Linked DNA regions of Mus musculus: regions 2, 3 and 4 are each linked to region 1. Evidence: chromatin contacts called from public Hi-C and HiChIP or PLAC-seq data. All regions are on one chromosome and are shown on one strand. Each heading gives the region's core, a stretch centred on a gene start, on an enhancer-like site or on the middle of the called end of the contact. The rest is flanking DNA. Distances are from core to core; before and after follow the strand shown.

Region 1 (3,126 bases), core at 318-2,817:
CACCGTGCCCACAGCCACCTCCCTACTGAGCTGGTTCTGGATCCACAGAAGAGCTAGCAGGTGTGACAGCTTGGGCCATGCCACCTGTCCGTCCCCCACCCCCACCCCCACCCCCACCCCCGCCAGGTCTAGTTTGGTCACAGAGTCGTTCCTTTACATGTAGATCTTTACCCCTCAAGGGAGCAGAAGGTTCCCGGCAGCCTGCTTCCCAGATTCGCAATACCAGAGTGGAAGAGACAGCCGAGCCATCCTATCTGACACTAGGAAAATGACCAGATCAGCTAAGAACACCTCCCATTCCACTCTCTTCAAACTAGGAGTTTGTTGCAAAATGGATAGGTAGTTACAAACCTAAGAGCCAGCCATCGCAGTTACCTTTCTTACTATAAAAGTAATTTCATGAAGGATTAGCTAGTAACAAACATATAAGATCCTGGCTCCAATGCATCACCAAATCACTGATGAGATCCGAAATATGCAAAACAGGTATGTCAGCCTCAAAACTTCCTTTGACTTCACACAGCAATCAAAGACCACATACCCAAGAAAGTGTGCTGAAAACAAAAATCAGGATGGGGGGGGGGGGCGGAGCAGGGGGAGTGGGGGTCCGAGTTTATGCTTTGCTAGGATATTGTCTCTTACAAAGACCCCAAACCTGGTGCCACCCTTCAGCCAAACTTCCTCTCTTCACTCTACCCCAAATTCGATTAGGCAATGAATCAGATCAACCAGCTGCGGCAGAAAAACTCACATCAAAAATGAAGTTCCAGATAAACAAACAGTTCTCCCCCTCCCCCTTTCCCCATGCCAAAGGGGCTTTTAGCCCAACTAGCCTAATTGCAAAACTAGTGGGAAAACTCGAGACTTCCAGACCCTCATTCCAGAAGTCCCATCCAGGTGTTGGTCAGGAGCCAAAGCTTCAGAACACCCCCACCCCCACCCAAGGAAACCAGCCCAGCCTAGAATCCCAGCCCTCTCCTTCGCATTCCCTCCACCCACCCTACCCCATACACCGCCTAATCGCCCGAGGCTCACACAGCACGGTGGGTTTCAGGCAGGAAGCATCCCTGGTGGGTGTCAAGATCAATCTCACTGCCTCTTTCCCGTTTCTCTCATACAATGATCCTCGCTTAGGCAAGAGAAACTGATGAAGTTTTCCAGCCTCTTTTCCCGGAGAGTCAGAACCCGCGTGGCAGACTGCTTCTCACAGCACAACTGAGAAGCGCGGCGCTCTGGGTGCAGCATAGAAACTAAGCAGTGCCAGGACTCTGGCCATTCAGTCTCCCAGCCCCAGACCACAGTAAAGAGTTCCGGGGCTCCCACCCATCCTCGGCACAGCCTCACGCAGCAGCTTTCCCCGAGTACCCAGCACCAGAAGACTGCGGGTAGAAAGTGGATTGAATTTTCCGAAGCTCACCCGCTGCTCAGCGAGGCTCACACTCCCGGCCGCCTTTCCATCTCTCCAACTTCCAGTAACTGAAATCAGGAAGCTGTAGCCTTCCCCGCTGCCGGCGAGGGAGTGGGTGTAACTTGTGAAGTTTCGTGCTATGATGAATCTGGTCATTTGGGTGTGTTGGAGAGGGCCCAGGGCGGCGGCGGCGGCGGCGGCTCCTCCTCCTCCACCTCCCTCCTCTCCTCCTCCTCCTCCTCCTCCTCCTCCTCCTCCTCCTCCTCCTCCTCCTCCTCCTCCTCCTCCTCCTCCTCCTCCTCCTCCTCCTCTTCCCTCCCCTCCTCCTCCATCCTCGCCTCCCTCTCCGCCCCTTTCTTCAATTAAATTCTCGCCTTTGGCGTTCCTTTGCCTAGCTGAGGACTCTGCTGGCTGTCGTTCAGTTCCAGCACCCTGCTCCGCCACATCCTTGAGATTTCTCCCTATAGGATCTTAACTATTTTACAAGTGAAACTGAGCTCTCTGTGCAAAGCATAGGCTCTTGTTTGCTGTCACCTGCAGATATCTTGGTATCTCCTAAAGGATAACTACACCTCCTTACCTGCTCCCACAGGAGCGGAACCCTGGATGGTTTGCTAGACAGAGACGTAATTCCTAAACACTTGTTTAAACATAGAAATCGGACAAGGGAGAAAGGAGAAAAACAAAAACAAAACAAAAACCTTTTTAAAACCAGTGCTAACTGCTAACACAGTGCAGAAAATCCTCCAGAAGTTCTCTCTCGCTGGCCCTCTAACACAAAGCGGCCATATGTTTGATTCCCATGAACAACATTTATAGGACAGTTTCTAAAAATTGCAGAGGAAACCCACTAACTTCCTTCTCCCTCACTCCAAAGAGTACTGCTCTCCTGGCTCCACCTTGGTTTCCAAACATTAGTTTCATTAAATAAAACTTCTAATGGCCAGTGATAAAAAGAAGCCTCGGGTGTGGCCGGTCAGAGGAAGGAAGCATCATGATGTAGGAAGGCGGGTATCTGCAGCACAAAGCAGAGAGCTTTTCTGACATGGCTGCAGCAGTCGTGGCTGAGATTGACAGGTGAATAAAGCATTATCACTGTATAAGGTTGTTAGCTGTAGCAAAAGTCAAAGATATTGGAGCTAGAGAGATGGCTCAGAGGTTAAGAGCATCACTGCTCTTCCAGAGGTCCTGAGTTCAAATCCCAGCAACCACATGGTGGCTCACAACCATCTGTAATGAGATCTGATGCCCTCTTCTGGTGTGTCTGAAGACAGCAACAGTGTCCTCATATAAATGAGATAAAGAAGACCCCTGTCCCCACGCAAGGGACTTTCCTCAAATATATGGACCACAAAAATAGAAATGCAATAATCATTAAAGGGATTACAGTGACTCGAACACCAACCGGAATCAGGCAGGCAGGCAGGCAGGAAGCCATTGGTAAGAAAGGGATCTACAGTGTTTGCCAAGCAGACAAGAGGACCTGATCCAAAACATCCAAGCATACTGGCTGGCACTCGCCAGTAGCCCTAGTATTATGAAGACAAGGATTGCTGGCCAGTAGAGGTGACTGTGAGCCCCAAGATCATAAAGTGGAGAAACCCTGAAGAGACATCCGAGGTCAGCCTCTGACCTCCTCAGACTAACACCACAATGAAAAGGTACATGTGTACACATAAGCACACACATACACACAGGTACACACGAGCACACACGCA
Region 2 (3,180 bases), core at 474-2,973, 93 kb before region 1:
GATACTGGGTAAGGGGTCCCACCCACAGCTAGTGCCCACACACGTGTCTCTGTCACTCAAAGTGGCAAGATATCCTCTAGCTACTGATATGACATTCAAGCAAGATCACAGAGGGGTGAGGTGCATTCAAGAATAACACGCTGACACAGACTGTAAGCTCCTGGGGCTGGAGAGATGACTCAGCAGCTAAACGCTCTTGTTGCTCTGACAGGACCCGGGGTCTGTTCCCAGCACCCACGGGACAGCTCATGACTGCCTATAACTTCATCTCTAGCGGTTCCGATGCCCTCTTCTAACCTCTGTGGGCACCAAGAATGTGCGCGATGCCCAGACACGCCACAAACGACACTCACACACTTAAAGTCAAATTTTCAAAAAGGACAACGTGAGAGCTGAGGGGTCATCAGTGACATCTCCCTTTCTAATCTCTGGTAAAACTCCGTGAGAACCCAGACGCTCGTGACGGCAGTATTCCCAGCAGCCGAGAAGCTGCAAATGGCTCAAATGCTCATCTAAGGAGAGACGGTCCAGGGGTGTGTCTGGACAGGGAATAAGGAACGGGGCCCGAAGGAGGAAGGTGTGCCGATGTGTAAGCGAGGGGGTGCACATCAACTCCAAGAGGCCCTGCTAAGGGAAGAAGGCAGGCGAAAGGGTCGCATACTAAGCGAATACATTATTAGGGAACAACTCAAAGGGAAACCTCTCAAGACAGGGAGCCAGAGGCTGAGGGAGGCAAACACGGAGTTAGGTTCCTTCTAGAACTGGATGTGGGAAGTGGCACCTAATATCTCACATGCGCTGACCGCTAAGCTGTTGTTCGATTCAAATGGTTTTTTTGCTATGCGAATTTGCCTTGTGAGTTGCTTTGTGAATTTACAGCAACCAATAACAGAAAGAATAGAACAAAGGGCACTCTGTACCCTATAGCTATAGTGACCACGTACAGACTTTTGCCTTGTCATTATTCCTTAAACACCACAGCACAGCAATTATTTACATAACATATCTACCAGGTACCACAAATGATGCAGGGATGGGTTATGAAAACATACGACGCCATCTTTTATGTCAAGGACCAGGGCACACACAGATTTGGGATTCTGCAAGGTTCTTGAAACCAATTCCCAATGTGTAGTGAGGGCGAGCTGAGTGGACTTTGAGAAACACCCGTCACTTTTTAAATGTGAGTTCACTGAGGAGCCAGGAATCCTCCGCACAGGTGAGCCCTATGATAAGGTGAGGAAGGACATCATAGATTTCAAATGGCACAGATTCCCCTGGAAACACGTGGACTGGAAGGATTCGGAAGGCCCTCCCCTCCCATTTCTGCCTTCTGTTCAATGTCTTATCGTTCCCGTCAGCGCAAAAACAATCAACTCTGAACAAAGGGCGAGGAAATCTGACAGTCACAATAAAGAGTTTACCAGTCTGGGTGACAGGCTGTCTCCGAGAGAACAGAAGCTGTTTCAGGATCCCCAGACAGCAACAAAAAAACAAAAGCGCTAACAAATCTGGCCCGCTCCAGACGCACAAAGGCGGTCGGTCACCTGGTCTAGGATGGTCTTCTTCTTCTTCGAGTCGGTGACGGAAGACAGCTGCATCTCCCCCATCTTCTTCATCTTCTCGTCCATGTCGATCTTCTGCTCCAGCTTCTTGATTTCCGACTTGAGGAGGCGGAGCGTGTCCTCCTTGTGGTGGTGCCTTGCGACGGCAGCTGCGCAGGCAGAGTGGATGGCGGTGATCCAGTTCTCCAGCTCTGTCTGGCTCGTGGTCTACAGGAGAAGGGAGCAGGGAGAAGAAGCCTCTTCATACAAGGTCACAGAAACTAGCAGTGAGTCCCGGGAGGCAGTGTCTCTGAGGCCAGGTGTCAGGTCTAGACAGACAGACAAGACAGACAGACCGACCACACACACACACACACACACACACACACACACACACAAACCTACCTTAACACACCCCTTCTAGAAATCCACAAAGGAGGGCTAACCCCAACCCCACACCACACCCCCTCAAACAGCACCCTTGAACAAGCTGCATGCTAACAACCAACGCACCCAGTCTTAAGCAGCTCTATCAAAACCAGGGCAAGGAGAGGCTCAAGGCGGCCAGGACCAGTACAGCCTCCAGGTCTCCAGGAATGCATCCATGTGCAGCAGTGAGCCACTCACAAACCACCAACAGCTTGTTTGTTTAACGAGAACACTTGAGAGCATTATGTGGCCCATGCCAAGGGACAGGTGACCCCCAAATAGGGATAGCATAAGACAAAGATGCTCTGCAAGGCAAAAGTGGCAACATTTGGGGGCAAAAACTCATGTGATAACTTGTTATTAAAAAATTCACATGATCTGTACAAGCTCAAACCAGACCAAATCCCCAGGATGAAAGGGTGGAGTAGGCACCCCGAGCTCACCCCAGCTCACCCCTAGCTCAACCTAGCTCAGGCTAGCTCACCCCTAGCTCAACCTAGCTCAGGCTAGCTCATCCCCTAGCTCAGCCTAGCTCAGGCTAACTCAGCCTAGCTCACCCCTAGCTCAGGCTAGCTCACCCCTAGCTCAGCCTAGCTCACCCCTAGCTCAGCCTAGCTCACCCCTAGCTCAGCCTAGCCGGGGAGCTACTGGTATTTGACTGCTGCTGTGAGAGGGGCATCTCTTTGCTCTAACGATGAGACATCTGGTTTATCAGTCATACTCCAGGGTGAGCAGGCTCCACACCAAGGAGCAGTCTCCAACACAAACTTGACTCAATGGGTTAAAAGAGAGACAAAGAGGAAGTTAGAGATGGCGTGGGAAGAGACAAACAGATAGACAGACAGACAGGTGGGTAGGGAGGGAGGTGGAAAAAGATCTGGAGGAGTTGGGGGATGGGCAAGTATAATCAAAATAGGTTATATAAAATTCTCCAAAATATTAATAAAAACACTTTTTTCAAAACTAGGAGATCAGTCAGGAAATATTTGTAAAAATGGAGATGACGAACTTTTCCAGGTATTCCCTTAAGCCCAAAGAACTCCGTAAAGGCACCGGGTTTAGCTTAGCTGAAGAAATGACTGGCTCAGTCACTGCGACACTAAGGTGGCTGCTGCCATCATTTTTCCCTTGCAGGGCAGTAATCTGTATTTTTACCTAACTCGCTGGTTGGCTTACCAACAAAATTCTTATCAGGACCCCTGCCCCC
Region 3 (3,075 bases), core at 121-2,620, 83 kb after region 1:
TGCGTTCTCCATGCCTCAGTTTCCCTCACTGGGTAAAAAGGAGACAAAACAGAAGTCACACCTCCTAACATCATTAAGAGGAAGAAATGAGAGGGTAACAGAAACTCACGCCCAGTATTTACGACCCGCCATTACTTAGCATTGGAGCCATGTTCAGTGTAGCATCCACCAGCCTGTGCTGTATTTTTCAGTAGCTTAGCAACAGGCAGTGTTGAGTCAGAAGCGTAAGGAAAGTCTCAGGCAAAGGCTCTGTATTCACAATCCAGTATCGTTTCCCCTTTACCTGCAATCTGCTCAAACCCTATCTAAGTCCCAACTGTTCTAAGCCCCCATGGAAACAAGGAAGCCTGATGAGCCACTCGCCGGCCCCTCCCTCACCACCCCACGTCACATACCGCTGCTCTCTGCCTCTCCGCTCCATGTGTGACATACAGCCCCATTCTGGAAACCAAATAATCCCAATCCCTGCTCTAAAAGTAAACCGCGGCCCCGTGAGACAGCTCAGTGAGCTGAGGTCCTTGCTCAAAGGCTGATGAACATCTTTCTATGTTTCAGCCCCAAATCCCATGGCATCAAAGAACCAGGGCCATAGAATTGACCTCTGACCTACACACACACACACACACACACACACACACACACACACGAGGCATGCATGCATCCACGAATGCTCACACAATCAATCAACGAAAGTTAAGAAGGGAATAAAACAAGCCGGGCTTGGTGGCAAGCACCTTTAAGCCTCGCCCTCAGGAGGCACAGGTGGGCAGATCTCTGTATTCACGGATAGCCTGGGCTACAGAGCAAGTTCCAGGACAGCCAGGGCTATAGAGAAACCCTATTTTGTTGTTGTTGTTGTTTGTTTGTTTGAGACAGGGTTTCTCTGTATAGCCCTGGCTGTCCTGCAACTCACTTTGTAGACCAGGCTGGCCTCGAGCTCAAAAATCTACCTGCCTCTGCCTCCCGAGTGCTAGGATTAAAGGCGTGTGCCACCACGCCCGCCGAGAAACCCTATCTTGAGGAGGGGAAAAAAAACAAAACAAAACAAAAACCCAAAGTCTGTAACAGATGCCATCAGAGCTGCCCTGCTCCCAGATCAACGATGCTAACCAGGACCTGAAGCGAAGCCTTATGTGTTGTCAGTAGCTTACAAGAGACAAGTGAGCTTGACAGCTCTCCACTGTGGCCACGACTAGGGAAGGAGACGCTGGTGTTTCCTGTGCTTGGCATTCTAGTCCCAGGAGCCTCACAGAGCACCGAGGGGAGCAGAGTGAGGCCATCAAGATTCTCTTTCAGATCGGGAAGGCGGACCACGGCAAAGCAGAGAAGCTGCAACACGAGGACCACGGGACCGCTGGTCGCCTAATCAGTGGCCGCACGAGTCACCATGCTTCCTCTGCAAACTCAGGATAAGGGCAGAAACTCAGTGTGTCTTCCTTGTTCAACTTCTCTTTCCGGTGCGGAAGGGACTGTTCCGTTTTTCATCGTTTAAAAAAGAAAAAAAATCAGCTGTCAAGTGCTCGGATCATCACAACTGAAGGACACTGAAAACGTGACACAGAGGATTGACTAAGGCACTGCTGAAGGGACCCTGTATCCCAAGGATTGCTGAAGTATAAGCACTAACACTTAGTGAAAATGCAAAATTTATCAAAAAAGAAAAAAAACCCCAGCACTTTACCCGATATTTCCCAGCCCCTAGGAAACAGAAATGTGTTCTGCTACTAATCTCTAGCTAGCAGAACATAGATGATAAACTTGGAGCACAGGTTAGAGATAGGAGAGCTACAATGTAGAAAGAACCTCCGTTCCATAATAGTCATTTAGGAGTCAACTTCATATAGAAAAAAAAAAAAAAAAAAAACCTAACCTTTTGTTCAGTTAAGCCAATGTGTTTTGGACTTTAATTTAGGATTCGGTCTTTGGACACACCAATAAAGAATATGAATTTTACTAAAGAAAAACATTTCTGAAATAAATAAAATACAAATATTCCAATGAGGTCGGGAGGGGGGGATCCAGACCCCAGCCGTTGTAAGAGTGGACTTATAGACGAGGGACAGGTTACATTGGATTACCAAACGAGAACCTTAAGAGTCAGAGGACTCTTGCTCAAGTGACCTAATTTCTGTAGGAATTGCTAAAAACTGCTTGGGCTTAAAGGTCAAAGATGAGGGATGAACAAGTTGATCAGCTATCAAGGAGAAAGAGCAGGCAGCACTGCAGGGTTCTTCTAAGACCAGAACTGGGCAGGTAAGGAGGCCTGGGTCAAAGCCGAAGCCAGTGGCAGACAGCACAAAGGAGCTGGATTCCAGCATGGCCAAGAAGCGCCTCTGGGAAGATGGGGTCCTCAGCATCTTCATTTTAACAAGCTCCCTAGGATTTAGGAAGGGAGACGCAGTGGTTGGATAAAGGACCTGCACCAGGCCACACACACACACAAATATGAAAGCACCACACCTTGAAGTCACACCAGTGACACCTCGACTCTGACTCAGAGCTGCAATGAACTGAGGTACCCAAACCCAGACTCGAGCATATCTCACGCGTACCTGCTCCCAGGATTTAACCACTTTGGGTAGCGGCCACAGAAATCACAATTGCCTGATGGGCAGAAGCCATAGGTCCCGCTCTTCATCTCACGACTCTAACTTTGAACAGGGAAGCGTCACTGACAGCCCTGTGAAGGACGTGGCCGGGCCTGCACATTCCCTAACCACTTCTGACCATTGGGAATAATTAGGCCTTCTCATAACAGACGAGAGATGATAAACAGGTATTTCAGGGACTACTCCACAGATGCTATGAAACCAGAAGAAGTGGAGAGAAGTAATCTCTTCCCACAGAGCAACTCCCTTGGAGAGCCGCAGCCCACAGAGCTCTTTAGAACTGGCTGTTGCCCCTGCGGGCCAATCCGTCCTCAGCACTGCGCTTCAGGATTGCGTTTTTAAAATGAAATTTTATAAGTCAGTGTTTGGGGGCAGAGCATGAGCTAAACCACACATGTGGAAGTCAGAAGATAATTCTGTGCAAGCAACTCTCTCCTTCCTCTTTTCCATAGGTCCTAGGAGCCAA
Region 4 (3,172 bases), core at 599-3,098, 120 kb before region 1:
AAGGTGCTCGCATCCGATTTGGTTCCTCTAAGAGCAGCAAGTGCTCTAACCACTGAGTAATCTCTGTGGCCCCTCTGTCTGCCCCTTAGGACAGCAGAATCCCACTGATTCAAGTTAAGAGACTGAAGGCCAGAGGCTTTCCTCCCCATGCCCCCCATGCCCCCCATGCCCCCCATGCCCGGGTTGAGCGTCTCTCATAGCTCAGCTGCACTTCATGGCACAGGAGCCAGATGTGTGTTTAAAACAGGCCCCAAGGGCTTCTTATTGAATTGTAAATATGCTCAGTTCTGTTTACAGATGAAATGCTTTAACTGGAAACACAAACACCCAAGACCAAAGACAAATAAAAACCTACCGTAATTATCAGCGGCCGCGTCTGACTTCTCAATGTGGATATTCTGGGTGACTTTTGGACAGATTTCAATTTCTTTGTAAAGCTGCAAATCAGAGAGAGGGGGGCGAGTGAGGGGCCCATCGCAAATACGACAGATCAGCATTTTGTAAATTTGCTTTTTCATAATTGATACTTGAACAAAAATTCATGCTACATCAGTGTTTTTATTGAGTGAAAAACCTTCAGTTCTCAGCACCACGCTCAGCTAAGCTTAGAAAACCAGGCTGCTTCTAACCACGCTCTCTCCACATGCACATCACTCTATAGAGCACCCTAAATTCATCACAGACCTGAAACACAATGCCCCCATCATTAAACCCTCTAGTGCTGGGGCAGGGGACTCGTCAAAATCAAAAGGAGGTTATAAATATGCTGAGTGAAGGCCTGCACAGTACTAGACATCTCTGCCTGTTCACACAGCACTTCCACAGGAGGAAATCCACAGCAGGATCAACTGGTAGATACAGACTGTCTGTGTGATGAGATTCTCGGTTAGCCACTCAACTATACAAAATCATAAAGAAAAGTAAGTACACAAATCAACCAACCATCTATAAACCCAACATAGTCTAGAATGTGTTTCTGTATAAATGCAAGATTAAAGTATTATATAGCTCGCGCATCAGAAAATGTTTAAATCAACTGACAGTGCAGTTCCATATATCTGGAGCTAACTCACAAGACATGAATTTCAACTGTGTGCCTTATCATTCCATCCTGGGACAATTACAACGTCCATTTCACAAACAGGGCGCTAAGGCTGGTGAGAAAGTATTCTAACATGTTTGTAAAGCCAGGGTGGGCTGGGCAGGGTCTAAATGCAGTCTTGCAAGCCCCAGAGATATGGCTCTCTCTGTGTCCCACCATGGTGACTCCCAGCCCAGTGTGAAACCCAAAGAGGCCTGAGGTTAGGAGGATGAGCCTTCTTAGGTAAAAAACCTATAGCTGAAATCCAAATTTGAAGACAAATGCAAACTCTTACTGATCTGGAAATGAAAATAAATCTCAAGCCATAGAATTTGATAGGTACTGCATCCTGAGTCACTGAAGCGGACCTCGGTGACGTCTACCCCTGCCCCATCTCTTCAGGATGTCATTTTATACAGTCAAGAAGAAAGCACGGGTCTTTTTTTTTTAATGGTATACTATGACACAATGTGATAGGGGTTAGAGCTAGGAACACTGGCCGTACAGCCTGGGTGTCCGGGGGCATAATTCAATATGATTTTATTTAGACACTTCAGTTCACAAAATTAAATTCTCCAATTAGAGGACTTCAGTGATTTAAAGATCAGAAAATATAGCCACTACAATTACAAATACGGAATTATTTAAAGAAAGCTGACAAGACATGGCAGGACAAGCACCATGCTCACTCAATACCACAGTGTTCATCTCTGCTGGGGTTGAGCCCTGCTCATTTATTTTTAAATATGTGTAGCAGCCAGTCCTTCCCACTAGGTGACAGCATAGACCCGTTAGTTCTGACCATCTCTGCAGAGAGCCAGTGGGATACTTTGCTCAGAATTTCTGCTCTCCACTGTGTCCACTGTCTCGGTGTCACATAAGCCAGCCTCGGGGCCACACGCTCACTCTTGTGCTGACTGAGACTCAGGCCAGGTTAAGGAAAAAAAAAAAAAGTAAAAAAATACAGGAAACTTCTGTGTCTTAAAATGTGTTTTCTGAAACCACAGGATCTGGGCTAGGGAATTTGAAAGCTGGCCACCTTATGCACAGGCAAGTGGCACACATATTGAAGTTCCACGTTTAAAGTACTATTGAAGCACCTCCCCCAGGCCCCAGAGGGGAAACATCATAAGTTTTTAACACTGCTCTAACCACATGCTGTTAGTCCTGTCTCCCCGTCTCCCCTGACCATGCCAGCCTAAGCCACAAAGGCCTCTTAGCCACAGTACCCTAGCCAGCAGGGAGTCGTCCCGTGTCCTAGAGTGCGCTTGGCATACACCAACCTCAAGGAGCCTGTTACAATAGAGGCCAGCTGTTGCCATTACTAGGTAACTCACAGGACTGGTTTCAGGATCTCCAGGACCCCAGAATCTCCAAACCCATGGGTGCTCAACTCTCTTATGGGAAACAGTGTGGTATTTGCATAAAAGCTATGTCACACAGGCTTTGAATTGTCTTTAGATTGCACTTGATACCTACCTAATACAACACAAATGATAGGCAGATTGTCTTCATTTTGTATTGCGTGAGAAGTTAAGAACTGAGACACACACACACTCTCTCTCTCTCTCTCTCTTTCAAATTTTATCAATGGCGTCGCTTACTGAGCCTAGAGTTCGCCAATTCAGCCAGGCTGGCCAGCCAGCCAGGTCTGAGGCTCCCGCTGTCTCTGCCTCCTGCACTGGGATTAGAGGTGCCTGGCTCTGTACCACCGTTTACAGGGGTACCGGAGTCTAGAGCTCAGGCTTCTGTGGCAGGAATGTTACCAACTGACCTTTCTCCCCAGACCCATGTCACACCTTCTTGAAACACTTTTCTGTAAAACACGTGAGACTCACATCTTGTTCTCCTCACCCCCAGACTCACCTCACACCTCAGCATGCCAGCACCGTGCCTCTCTCCCTAACTTCTTGCTTCTCCAAGCCTGAAAACCTGCTGCCAGTGACAGGTTTTTACATGTATTTCTGCGAACCTGAATAGAGGCTCCTCCAGAAACAGGACCCCCCCCCCCCCACCTCTGGCACATACCCTGTGAGGATCAGAGATTATTCTTGGCACAGAAACGCTAAGTAAATATTTGCGAGATGAATG

Evidence for each region. A called contact is a pair of places that touch in the nucleus more often than the background predicts. HiChIP or PLAC-seq counts read pairs in DNA pulled down with a chosen protein or histone mark.
Region 2: a contact with region 1 is called in an H3K27ac HiChIP or PLAC-seq map of extraembryonic endoderm stem cells. The contact joins the enhancer-like site here to the promoter of Tiam1 in region 1. A contact is called at or near these places in 8 of 484 Hi-C or Micro-C datasets (the N1E-115 cell line, Th2 cells, bone marrow-derived macrophages and 5 more), 5 of 115 datasets of contacts at active chromatin or transcription factors (the HPC-7 cell line, bone marrow-derived macrophages, embryonic stem cells and 2 more) and 3 of 9 other capture datasets (adipose tissue, liver and pancreatic islet).
Region 3: an H3K4me3 HiChIP or PLAC-seq map of bone marrow-derived macrophages shows a contact between it and region 1, with 3 times the contacts expected there. The contact joins the enhancer-like site here to the promoter of Tiam1 in region 1. A contact is called at or near these places in 6 of 484 Hi-C or Micro-C datasets (bone marrow-derived macrophages, cerebral cortex and cortical neurons), 3 of 115 datasets of contacts at active chromatin or transcription factors (bone marrow-derived macrophages, double positive thymocytes and microglia) and 3 of 9 other capture datasets (adipose tissue, liver and pancreatic islet).
Region 4: a contact with region 1 is called in a Hi-C map of bone marrow-derived macrophages, with 2.2 times the contacts expected there. The contact joins the enhancer-like site here to the promoter of Tiam1 in region 1. A contact is called at or near these places in 18 of 484 Hi-C or Micro-C datasets (B cells, the N1E-115 cell line, Th1 cells and 11 more), 7 of 115 datasets of contacts at active chromatin or transcription factors (T-cell acute lymphoblastic leukemia, bone marrow-derived dendritic cells, bone marrow-derived macrophages and 4 more) and 6 of 9 other capture datasets (adipose tissue, bone marrow-derived macrophages, embryonic stem cells and 3 more).

Annotation. Positions count from the first base shown.
Region 1 is chr16:89,959,260-89,962,385 of GRCm38.p6, forward strand. It overlaps Tiam1 (T cell lymphoma invasion and metastasis 1), which reads right to left and starts at 1,568. Exons shown (of 28, transcript NM_009384.3): 1 at 1,418-1,568.
Region 2 is chr16:89,865,963-89,869,142 of GRCm38.p6, forward strand. It overlaps Tiam1 (T cell lymphoma invasion and metastasis 1), which reads right to left. Exons shown (of 28, transcript NM_009384.3): 7 at 1,548-1,772. Among named protein-coding and RNA genes, the nearest start is that of Gm52239, 73 kb to the left of the region's middle. Within about 2 kb of position 1,724, at least 7 of the 459 cell types and tissues checked have an H3K27ac peak or open chromatin away from gene starts, as enhancers often do. A contact at or near this core is called in cerebral cortex and extraembryonic endoderm stem cells, where this site is marked.
Region 3 is chr16:90,042,826-90,045,900 of GRCm38.p6, forward strand. It overlaps a transcript of Tiam1 not described here. Among named protein-coding and RNA genes, the nearest start is that of Tiam1, 84 kb to the left of the region's middle. Within about 2 kb of position 1,371, at least 91 of the 459 cell types and tissues checked have an H3K27ac peak or open chromatin away from gene starts, as enhancers often do. A contact at or near this core is called in adipose tissue, bone marrow-derived macrophages, cerebral cortex and 2 more, where this site is marked.
Region 4 is chr16:89,842,898-89,846,069 of GRCm38.p6, forward strand. Tiam1 (T cell lymphoma invasion and metastasis 1) reads right to left here. Exons shown (of 28, transcript NM_009384.3): 13 at 356-437. Among named protein-coding and RNA genes, the nearest start is that of Gm52239, 50 kb to the left of the region's middle. Within about 2 kb of position 1,849, at least 17 of the 459 cell types and tissues checked have an H3K27ac peak or open chromatin away from gene starts, as enhancers often do. A contact at or near this core is called in Th2 cells and bone marrow-derived macrophages, where this site is marked.